2 separate regions of the Oryctolagus cuniculus genome follow, and region 1 is linked to region 2. The links are chromatin contacts, called in public Hi-C maps. All regions are on one chromosome and are shown on one strand. Each heading gives the region's core, a stretch centred on a gene start, on an enhancer-like site or on the middle of the called end of the contact. The rest is flanking DNA. Distances are from core to core; before and after follow the strand shown.

What was found. Hi-C and Micro-C count contacts between places; a contact is called where the count stands out from the background.
Region 1: a contact with region 2 is called in a Hi-C map of psoas muscle, with 3 times the contacts expected there. The contact joins two enhancer-like sites. A contact is called at or near these places in 4 of 6 Hi-C or Micro-C datasets (ear pinna, embryonic fibroblasts, psoas muscle and 1 more).

The regions. Positions count from the first base shown.
Region 1 is chr10:83,275,658-83,281,962 of mOryCun1.1, reverse strand. It overlaps SLC25A26 (solute carrier family 25 member 26), which reads left to right. Exons shown (of 8, transcript XM_008260905.3): 3 at 1,322-1,369. Among named protein-coding and RNA genes, the nearest start is that of SLC25A26, 65 kb to the left of the region's middle. Within about 2 kb of position 4,897, at least 1 of the 8 cell types and tissues checked has an H3K27ac peak or open chromatin away from gene starts, as enhancers often do.
Region 2 is chr10:83,153,715-83,159,398 of mOryCun1.1, reverse strand. It overlaps LRIG1 (leucine rich repeats and immunoglobulin like domains 1), which reads right to left. Exons shown (of 19, transcript XM_002713424.5): 8 at 3,511-3,654; 9 at 1,333-1,413. Among named protein-coding and RNA genes, the nearest start is that of LRIG1, 91 kb to the right of the region's middle. Within about 2 kb of position 1,913, at least 3 of the 8 cell types and tissues checked have an H3K27ac peak or open chromatin away from gene starts, as enhancers often do.

The DNA.
Region 1 (6,305 bases), core at 3,648-6,147, 120 kb before region 2:
GATGGCATTATAGGCAGCAGCTTTACTCACTGTGCCACAACACTGTAGTGAGTTTTATCATTAGAGATTCTCCATTTTAAAGGGAGCTAACCTGAGCCTCTGTACCATGGGCTGGCTTCTAGTTTTTTCTGTTTTTAAGATTTATTTTATTTATTTCAAAGGCAGAGTTGGATGGAAGGAGAGACAGATAAAGGCATCTTCCATCCACTGGTTCCTTCCCAAATGGTTGCAATGGCTGAGGCTGGGCCATGCTGAAGCCAGAAGCCTGGAACTCTGTTTGGGTCTGTCTTATGGGTTGCAGGGCTCAAATACTTGGGCCTTCTGCTGCTTTCGCAGGTGCATTATCAGGGAGCTGGATTGGAAGTAGAGCAGCTGGGACCCAAAACAGTACCCATATGGGATGGCAGCATCACAGACAGTTGCTTAACCTGCTGTGCCACAGTGTCTGCCCCTGGTTTTAAAACTTTAACCTCGGCTCACTAGGCTAATCCTCCGCCTTGCATCGCCGGCACCCCGGGTTCTAGTCCCGGTCGCGGCACCGGATTCTGTCCCAGTTGCCCCTCTTCCGGGCCAGCTCTCTGCTGTGGCCTGGGAGTGCAGTGGAGGATGGCCCAAGTACTTGGGCCCTGCACCCCATGGGAGACCAGGAGAAGTACCTGGCTCTTGCCATTGGATCAGCACGGTGCGCTGGCCGCAGCGCGCCGGCTGCAGCGGCCATTGGAGGATGAACCAACGGCAAACAAAGACCTTTCTCTCTGTCTCTCTCTCTCACTGTCCTCTCTGCCTGTAAAAAACAAACAAACAAACAAAAAACAACAAAAACCTTTAACCTCTTAAAATATTGTAGTAATTGTGAACATTTTAGTGAACTTCGGTGTAGATAAATCTTCTTTATTCAGAATGTTATTCAGAATGTTATTCAGAAATCTTTGCTGTTCTTCCCTTTTTTTTTTTTTTTTTAATAAGAGTTATTTATTTATTTGAAAGAGTTACACAGAAAGAGAAGAGACAGAGAGAGAGGTCTTCCATCTGCTGGTTGACTCCCTAATTGGCTGCAGTGGCCAGAGGTGCTCCGATCTGAAGCCAGGAGCCAGGAGCTTCTTCCAGGTCTCCCACGTGGGTGCAGGGGCCCAAGCACTTGGGCCATCTTCCACTGTTTTCCCACGCCATAGCAGAGAGCTGCATTGGAAGTGGAGCAGCCGGGACTTGAACTGGCACCCATATGGGATGCCTGCACTGCTAGGCAGCGGCTTTACCCGCTACGCCACAGCGCTGGCCCCTGTTCTCACTTTGTGAACTCTTGGCTTTTTGTTTGTTTCAGGGCATCCAAGGATTATATCGAGGTTACAAAAGCACAGTTTTAAGAGAGGTAAGTTGCTTAATTTCCACTATTGAGAGACAAAAAAATGATGTACTGTATTCAGTAGGTTTATTCTTCTTAACAGTCAAAAATACATTTGGAGAAACTAGTTTAAAAACTGAGAAAGAATTTGCGGTCAATGTTTTAAATTCTGCTGAGGCTGTCTTGTTTCCTGTATCTAAAGGAATGGAAGAATGGGTTTACTGGCTGCGCAGTGCCAGTGTTTAGAGTGACCCAGCTTGCAGACTACTTGTTATTCTTGGTGGCTGAGTCTCTTGTGGCTGGAATATTAGGATACCAAGGTAATTACTGTGATATGGAGAATTAATGAAAAGTTAGTAAGGAACGAAACAAAAACCTTCACAGTGTGCATCGGGCAGTTGGCTCCTGCCGTGAGCAGTTCTGTCAGGACGTGCTGGGCAGTGTGTTGTGGGGCTAATTGCTGGCCTCCTCTGTGCTGCTGATTCTAAGCTTCTGGGGTTCTCGGTGTGGGAAATTGTCTCTGTCTCTCTCTTTTTTTTCTTTTTTGGTTGAAAAAGCAAAACTTTTCCATAAATAAATAATTAGGGCAGGAAGTGTATTTTAAATCTTTGCCTCACATTGCAAATGTCTGAAATTCAAGAAATGTTTTTTAGATAAGTGTGAAATAAGAGAAATTTTTGATATGGAACTTAATTTCCTATTAAAATTCAAATGAGAACCTGCACGTGTTTCTTCTACATCTCTCTTTCCTATTCAGAGTTCTGTGGACAAAATATATATATATTTCATTTGCACAAAAAGATTTCTGAAGATTTATGTATTTCAAAGGCTGAGTTACAGAGAGAAAGGGAAAGACAGAAAAGAGATTTTCCATCTGCTGGTTTGCTCCCCAGACAGTTAAAATGGTTGGGGCTGGACCAAGTGGAAGCCAGGAGTCTGGAACTCATTCCAGGTTTTCCACATGGATTCAGGGGCCCAAGGACTTGGCGCTTTTTTTTTTTTTTTTTTTTTTCTGCTTTCCTAGGTGCATTAGCACAGAGCTGGATTGGAAGTGGAGCAGCTGGAACTTGAATCAGTAATCATGTGGGAAGTCAGTGTTGACTCACTATGCCTGCCACAAAGCCAGCTCCTGTAAAAATGCTTTTAATTGAAATAAATATTGTCTACACTGGAAGAATGTTGAAATTCTTTGGAAGCCTTCATTTTATATTGAAGTCTTCTTTATTTAACCAACATTTTACATGTGATTTAAGACTTTGATTTCCACAAGGTAACAACCTGTAGTACAGTACAGATTATGTTGGTTTTTAAGGAACTTGTTTTGGTGGCTAACTGAATGTTTGAAAATTAGTTATTTGTATGAGGATGACTTCTGCCTTTTAAAAACACCCACACCATAGCTTCATTCTTTATTTTTGTTTTTTAATTCATTTATTTATTTGAAAGTCAGAGTTACACAGAGAGAGGAGAGGCAGAGAGAGAGAGAGGTCTTCCATCTGCTGGTTCACTCCCCAGCTGGCCACAACGGCCGGAGCTGTGCTGATCCGAAGCCAGGAGCCAGGAACTTCTGGGTCTCCAATGCGGGTGCAGGGGCCCAAGGACTTGGGCCACCTTGTACTGCTTTCCCTGGCCATATTAGAGACCTGGATCAGAAGTGTAGCAGCCAGGTCTCGAGCTGGTGTCCATATGGGATGCTGGCGCTTCAGGCCAGGGCGTTAACCCACTGCTCCACCCCACTGCGCCACAGTGCCAACCCCCACAGCTTCATTCTTACCTTATTTTCTGACTCACTAAATCTGTGTTACTTAGTCTTCACCTGGGTACAGGTAAAGGGTGAGCAGTAAAGTTTTTTTCATTTTTTTGAAAGGCACTGAATAAGTGAATCCATTTACGTGCCAGAGAATGCTGGTGTTGCATACATACAGATAAAACACATGCTTCCAACTGTGTTCAGTCTTTCAAAAATTTGTTTTGACATATGTCATACCGATAATTAATTTCTAGGCTGCGGTCTTTGCATATAGCATGACCTTACTGAGATGACTGTGTTTCCTCAAAATGGCAGTGCTTTGTTGAAAATTTAATTGGAGTCTTCTGCATTATGCGTATTCATAAAAGATCCTTCAGAACCGATTTTAGTTGAGGTATTGCTTTTGTAAAGATTCCCTGATAGAATGAGAGAAGCGTTATTGCTGAATGAAACATAGCTTCTTTCTAAAATGAGAAAAATAAGAAGTGATATATCTGCTTTAGGCAAAATTTTTGCATTATAAACAGTTTGGAATCTTATGTTAGTGTGACACCAGAATCAAATCTTTTTGCTAAGAGCTCATTTGATTGTTTCAATAAGCAAATACATGGAAACCTTAGTAAGAATCACTGGGAACCTTATCTGTTTATTCTGGATGCAATTTTTTCTTTAAAATAGTTTTTATTTCCCTAGCAGTAGCCCATTAGAATGAGATTGGAGTTTGAATCCATGCATTATAAAATAGATTATTTGTGTTCTTTAGATTTTGTGAATGCTGTCATACGTTTTTTACTGCATCTGATGTCTGTGGAGATTGCTTGCTTATCCCCAATGTTCTCCTAAATGATGTTAGTTACTGTGAATTTTAGACTGAGTCTGAGCAAGGTCAGCAGATTATACTGTTTACCTCACCCTTTCAGGATTCATTTTTCTCATGATCTTGGCCAAATTAGTTGTGGTCAAACACTGTTTATTTACTGCAGTAAAAATGCAAGTGCAGAGCAAAATCATAGCTGCTGTCACAGCCAGGATGATTTCAGATGGTCCATTGGCCTGGAAAGTCTAGGGAAAACAGCCTCAGAATCTTGGATGTGAATTTGAAGGGCTTGTATAGAGGGCAAAAAAATAGCAAAAAGCCACTTGTTTGAAAAGAAATAGGAACAAGTTAAGCTCAGTAGATGTCCTTTGTTGATGTTCTACTCAACAGTCGTTTTTCGAATGCCTGCTGCATGTTGGGCACTATGCAGGGCATTCAGGCCCCAAAGGGTTCATATTGTGGGGGAGGCAGCTAGGGAAGTAGATTCTTTACAGTGCCGTGTAGTAAGTACAGCAGTGATGGGTGTACACAAGATGCAGCTGGGATTTTAGAAGCAGCAGTGCTTGAGTGTTACTCAGTTGGCATTGTTCCTTTAATCAGAATGTTTCTTTACCTCATTCTTGAAGGAGTGGCCTTTAGAAATTAGTCAGAGAGATGGATGTAACAGCATGAGCAATGGCACAAAGCACACACGTGTACATCATTTATCTAAGCCGAATTGGGCTTTTCATATATGCATAGTGAACCAGGTGAGGGCACTTGAAGACAACACTCAAAAAGTAGTATTTGTCAGGAGGAGAGGTTGAGTCTGTCACCCTCAGGGGGACCTTTGCCAGGGGACCAGAGAGGAGCAAACGGGAAAAGCCCCTAAAAGAGTCTGATGACTGTCCACTGGAGTTGATAGGAGTAATTTTTGATGTCTCACTCTTGGCTGGGCAAATCTGAAACTAAGAAGTTGGTTGGAGTCGGACCCATGGCAGGAGTTTTTAGTAACCCGTAGCTCCTGGCTTCTTTTTGGTGTATGAGAGCAGCCAATTGGAGAGGATTGAGGATTATCACCTCCACCCTAGTTTTGCTACAAGCTGTCGAACAGGCCATACACATCATTCAACTGCTCTATAAGGTCGTTGACACCTCCAGTCTTTACGTAGAAAACTGACCATTCTGAAAAGTTCCCTAGAAAGTAGGCAGTGGCTTTCTGAATCTGGTTGGGTACTCTTACCATCTTCAGACAAAGAGAATTTTTAAGTGGGACCTAGAAACCTTTAAGGCTGAAGGCTCAAGAAATGCACTTCAAAGTCTGTCTCTGTTCTGTGGTCTGCCCATTCAGTGCATTTCCCCCAGACTTATGTTATGTAAGTCTGCTTTGTGTTTTGCAGAGATAATCCGTCCTGGGTGTTGTGTTTCTTCTTGTTTTTTGGGTTAACACATCTTGGGAATCAATTTTTATCTCTTCATAAAGATCACCCTCTTTTTTATGATTGTATAATGACTGTACTGTACGAAGAGTCATTGAGTATTTACCCAGTTTCCCAGTGTGGGTGTTTTAAAGGTAGTGCAAGAATAATACTGTGCATATGTCATTTTGTACATAGTTGAGTGTATTTGTAGGCTACGTGCTAAGAAATAGAATTACCTGGTTAATGGTGTGGGCATTTGTAATTTTGATAGATAAGAAGAAATTACCCTTCATACAAGTACCAGTTGACACTTGACCCAACAGTGTGGGAGCTCTCTTTTTTTTTCCTTGTCTAACCAGTGGTGCCAGCAATCTAATAGATGAAAAATAATGTCACGGTAGTTTTAATTTTAACACTGGGCATATTAATACATGGCGAAGAACTGGTTTACTTACTGTGAACTATTTCAGTCATTATAACTTGTGAGCATTAAATAAGGGATTCATGTGCTTTTTGCAGTGCCGCCCACAGAATATGTGCTCAAGAAATGTCATGATTCTGAGTATTCTTGGTAACTGAAAGAGTCTTGGACACTGAAGGATATCTTAGTGTGAAATGCAACTCTGCCCATTCATTACCAGCTGACTTCTTTTGGCAAGTTAATCAGTCTTTATCAGCTCAAGTTTGCCCATCTGTGCTAGGAACTTTGCAGAGACTGTTTTTGTAGTGCTCTCGAAGGCAGGTCTTACAGCAGTACAGCCTGCTAGGAGACTCAGAAATTAAACCTACCTTTGAGTTGTTAGATTCCTCAACAGATGGCCGGCGCCACGGCTCACTAGGCTAATCCTCTGCCTTGCGGCGCCGGCACACCAGGTTCTAGTCCCGGTTGGGGCGCCGGATTCTGTCCCGGTTGCCCCTCTTCCAGGCCAGCTCTCTGCTGTGGCCCGGGAGTGCAGTGGAGGATGGCCCAGGTGCTTGGGCCCTGCACCCCATGGG
Region 2 (5,684 bases), core at 664-3,163:
CTGGGTCAATCCAAAGCTAGGAGCTTCCCCCAGGTCTCCCACACAGGTGCAGGGACCCAAGCACTTGGGGTACCTTCTACTATTTTTCCAAGACACAGCAGAGAGCTGGATAGGAGGTGGAGCAGCTGGGACTCAAACCGGCTCCCACATGGGATGCTGGCACTGCAGGCGGCAGCCTTACTACACCACAGTGCCAGCCCCTGCTTCTAGCTCTTCCCAAACTCGCTGTGCCTGGGTACAAGGAACCAGGAGGCTGGGGGAAGACAGCACTGCTTTAGGAGTGAGAGATGACAAACTGGTTTGTACTTCTGACAAGCCATCAGCACAGGAAGCTGGAGAGGCAGCAGGATTTTCGGAGAGCCAAGCGAGCTGACCACGCATCACTACCCTCTGGGCAGGAGAGGTGTGAGAAGGCACACGTTTCCAAACCCATCAACGGCACCTACACACAGAAAGACACTCCCCCACCAGAGCCTTCCCTAAGGCCTCCAGCTTCACCAGGGCTCTCAAAATATTTACTCGGCTCAGCTCCCTGTCACTGCACAAGAGCTGCGAGGTGAGTGGTGAGGTCTCGTCTCTCGGGGCCTCCATGCCGCCTGTTGCCAGTAAACAGCAGAAGTCACCCCAAACCTACTCCTGTAGGCCCTTTGGGAGGCAACTCGCGGCAAGTGCTGCTGAGATGCAGGGAGAAACAGGGTGGGCCGAGGGAGAAAGCATGGGGGCCCATGCAGCCGGACAGGCAACTCCCGACTCTGCCACCTACCAACCGTGCCGTCTCAGGATCTCTGCCCTTCTTCCCACAGAGCCTGCCCTGGGGAGCCCCTCAGACACCCCCACACGCTGCACAGGGCCTCACAGCAGAATGGCTGGCTTCTACCGGTGGGACCAAAAAAGAGTCAGCCCCGAGAATTCCTAAACAGTCTTACTGTTACACTAGGAAATGCATGCTCCATTTGAGATTGCAACTGACTACAAAAACTATTGCTAGGAGCATCAAAAGTCACCAGGTGATACAGTTCTAGAAACTGAGAGGCTGAGGCTCTTTTGTGCAAAGGACAACGAAAACTTGAGCTGTCTTCACTTCAGTTCAGAACCAAACCCCAGAAAATCTGACAAGCCACCACGTGGCCAAGACCTCAGCTCCAGGGTAGCAAGGCAGCCAAGCAACTCTGCAGGCGCCTCCAACTTCCCCCAAACTCGGCCCACCCTACACCCGAAGTGCATGGGGCATCCCTGAGGCGCCGTCCCATAGGCCTGTGCGTGACTGCGTGTGTAAGGATGTACGTGGGTGCGTGCACCAGCCTCACACACAGGCACCCTTGCCATACTCACAGCTTGCTGAGGTGGTCCAGCCCCATGAAGGCGCCGCTGGTGTCCTCGATCGTGCCCGCAATCTCATTGTGGTCCAGATCCCTGGAGAGAAGACAATGAAGGTTTTTCAGACCAGGCGGCCGAGTGCCCCAGGTAAGGGGTGGCTTACACACGTGCTGCCCCTAGGAAGCTAAATGCAGCCGTGTGCACCCTGAGGCTCTGGCGCCAGGCTTGGGTTGGAGGAACGCGGCCCTGACAAGGCAGCCCGGCTCTGCACCCCTCACGGCGCAGCCTGGCTTCACAGCCTCCCAGCCAAGGCAGCCCACGCCTCAAACACAAAGCCTGCCCAGCCCAGCCCTGCCTTGCCTATGGCTTCCCAGCTGGCGAGGTCCGGCTCCCGGGAAGGGGAGCAGAGCAGGCGGCCCATGGAAAAGCCCATGTGTGTTCCGCCCCTGGAGTGGACAGCTGGGCCCTGGCACAGACAACCAGCCCAAGAGGTTCCTTAAGGTTCCCTCTGCTCACACATCAACTAGAACCCCAGTTTTCTGGACTTCACCAACAAACTGTGGAAGGCTCACGAAGGAAAGGGACCATGAAGAGGCCCCGGGACCCCGCCCGGGCCCCCACTCAGGCCCCTCCTGTGCTGGCCAGCAGGTCTGGAGCCTGGGGCCCAACTCACGAGGCCCACACAGCACTGACTCCGAGCCAGGGAGGACATCTGGGTGCTGAGTCAGACTTGTGACCCACTCGCCAGGATCGGAGAGATGAGGCCAACTCCTCGGCCCAGGCTCCTTCGGCAGTGCAAATCCCGAGGCCGATGAGTCAGCCTCCTCCCCCAGCCTCCAAGGGCAGGTCACAGCGCCCAGGCGAGACACATCGCACCTGGCGAGCAGGCCTCCCTCCTGCGCACGGTCCGCCCTCCCCAACTTTCCACAGGGCCCTTGCTTCCTCAACTCTCCTCTCCCGAGCCCTTGCAGGCCCAGGCCGGGAGCAGGAAGGGATGCTGCTCTTGGCTGCAGAGAGCCCCTTCAGGAGTCAACGCTGCCAGCAGGGAGGGAGCGCTGCTCAGTGAAATGCTTGCTTGTGACCTTTATTTTACAGCAGGAAGCTCAAAGCACTGAGTGTTGGCTGCTGGAAGGGACTTCTTTCAATGGGTTCCTCCCTATTATCTTCATGCTGGGGGGAAAAAAAAAAAAAAACAAGGAACCTGGGGCTGGGGCTTTGTGTCCCTGTCTCTGCTGCTAGCCCCGGCTGCCAAGGTTTTTCTCTTTCTGGCCAGCTCAGTCTGAATGTTCCCGGCCTTGTTATTCAGGCCTCACAGGCTGACCTCGGCGTCAATAGCTTGGCTTCCCGGCTCTTTCACACTCCCCAGCAATGGCTCGACATGAAAGCTGGCTCTGCCAGGTGCAGGTGCAAAGGCCTTCCTCCTCCTCACACTGGGGCAGGCCCATCTCTGCAGCGGAGGGTGTCCGGGAGGGAGGCCCCCGAAGCCACGACCACTGAATGCTGAAAACCACATGGCCCCCTTTGAGGGGGCTTTATGCGCAGACTTACTCGGGACTTCTGTGAAACCAGCAACTAGAAAGTCTTAGGAAAGTCTCAGAAAAGCCTTCCACAGCAACTTCTAGCTATCCCACTGAGAACACAGAGGGAAATGGCACTGTCGCTTCCTCTGTGGGAACCCATCCCCTAGTGACGTGCAAGCAAAGACATGGGATTCCCTGAGACCTCCTGGGTGCAGGGGGTGCTGGACAAATCCTAACGCTGGGATCAAAAATGACCCCCAGCATTCCCTTGGCTTAGAAAAAAAATTCCAAACTTAACAATGGAAGTCCCAACTGGAAGGCTCGAGCCCCATGGCTGCTGTGTTGGAGGTGGCCGCAGGAGCTCACCGTGGGAAGCTCTTCCCGAAAACCAGAGTGCCAGCAGCCTGCCTGCACCACGCGGGGATGACGGCTCGCAACCGCAACGGTTGGCAGTTGTCAGCCTCTGTGAGCCCCACCCCAGGGATGGAGGGAGGGTCTGCGGCTCGACCCGTTCCTTCTCAGGGGATTCTATCAGAGTGTGCGGCTTGGCACGTGGAACCAGCCAGCAACGGATTCAACCCTGACTTGAAGGCAGTGACGATGGGCTCTGCTCTGCTGTGCTCTCTCACTCGGGGGCCCCTCCGTTCCGTCAACCCCAGAGCGAGAGACGTACAAGACGCGCAGGTTCTTGAGTCCCTTGAAGGCGCCCTCGGCGATGTGGCTGATGGCATTGTGGCTGAGGCGCAGGACGCTCAGGCTGCTCAGCTCGGCCAGGCTCTCCTCGTCCAGCCGCGTGAGGTTGTTGAAGGACAGAATCCTGAGCAACGGGAGGGCGGAGCGGGGTCACCGTGAGGTCACACAGGGCTGCCTACCCCTGCCCTCCCCTCTCCTGAATATATAACACCTGGCCGGGTCTCAGAGAGAAGGACATACAGAGGCACTCATGTGCACACGCGCGTGCACGCACGTGCGCACACACACACACACACAGAGGGATCCAGAGAGTTCTAGTGGCCATGCAGCCAGACCCCCACCAGAACCCAACGTCCACTGAGCCTGACTCCTGGAGTAGTCACACAGACCTGGGTATACCTTGAGCTGTGAGGACCACACAAGACCATACAGCACGAGAACACTCAACGCTCCAACCCCTTCACGCTGGTGTCCACGCTGCTCTTGATTCGAATCATGGAAGAAACACCTCTCCAGGCAGAGGCCAATGACTCTAGGCAGGACCCCCTCAGGTTCTGAAGGTAAGCAAGGGAGCCCCCGACAGACTCCCTCTGTCGGCCAGCAGAGGGCACCACTAGCTAACCCCTGCCTTTGGACAGCCCTAAGAGAGCCTCAGCTTAGCTAGGTCACAGGAGCAGCACTGGGGGCTCACGGCCAGCCCTGCTTGCCTTCACCCCCTGGGTCTCTGTAAGCACACAGGAAACACGCCCTATAATCTTACACTTGACGCATGTCAGCATCAAGCCCTCCTCCCAGTGCTCCTGCACCTCTGACACAGCCCTGAGTGGTTGCTCGTACTGGTGAAATACGGGAAATCTAGACTGGGACAGGAAGAAGGAAAGTGAATTCAGAGAAGATTAATGAGTTTTTAAAGGTGGCAGGAAGCAACATTCTTTGCCTCCTGGAGAAATAAGTCATGGTGTCTGTCAATCACAAAGACCTGGCAGGAAACCAAAATCATATCCCCACCTGCAATTAAAGAATTAAGCTTAAAAGGATGGCAGGAAACACACACTAAAAAGCAAATCCCAAATCTGCCTCTGAGGTTACATGGATATGGGACAAGATGCTAGCACTGGCCAAGGCACACGTCCATGACACTTCCTGCCCCTTCTAGAGGGCACCAAAGGGGATCAGAGGGGAATAGGGAACCCAAAGGCCCGCCCCAAAGGGAGTACGCCTCTCCCCACGGCTCGCACACCCTCTGGTGTGTCACACAGGACCGCTCCCACCCTAGCTGTTAGCCTGGCTCAGGCTTGGGGCACTTGAAAGGCCTCTCTCGCTTCCCCACACCTTTCCGCCCCAGCCAACAGAAAACCAGCAGTCTCTAAAGGTTCCTGGCGGGGTCACAGCCCGAGCAAAGAGCTTGTCGGGAGCCATCCAGTAACATGAGATGCACAGGGCAGGGCTTCAGGCCTAGTGTCAGGAAGCTAAATCCAAAGTTAACACATAGGAACGCATGTGCGCGCACACACATACACACACACACACACATCCAAGCAAAGTGAACACAAGCAAAGGGGCAGGACACCTGCTTTTTGCATTAGATAATGATGGATTCACTGAAAGATGAAGTATAAACTCCAAGTCAGTGTAGACTCTGTGTGTGTGTGTGTGAGACAGGGAGAGGGAGGGGGAAGGAGAGAGGGAGGGGGAGGGGGAGGGGAGGGGGAGGGGGAGGGGGAGGGGGAGGGGGGTAAAGAAGAAAACAACACCAGCTGCGACAATCAGCATGAAGCTGAAACACCCAGTTGCGTGTGCCCGTTGAGGCCGAGAGAGAGAGACAGACAGACAGACAGACAGACAGACACAAGGCAGAGGCTTGGCACTCCACAGTTGTTCCCGGCAGTGTGTGATCTTTCCCCACAGCCAAGCCTAGAAAATGATGGAAAATGAGAAGTAACCCCACCCCAATGATACCGAAAAATAAACGACTGGGTTAAACTACAATATATTGAACTACATCCAGTGTAGACCTGCCTTTTTCCTCCAAAACCCCACCTTCTAGCCAAGGGATAGAAACGGAGGACATCTGTATGTTCACCGAGTCCTGACACTACTGCTTTCATGGTCAGTAACTACACTGCAGCATGAAGGGATGGCCACAGCCTCACC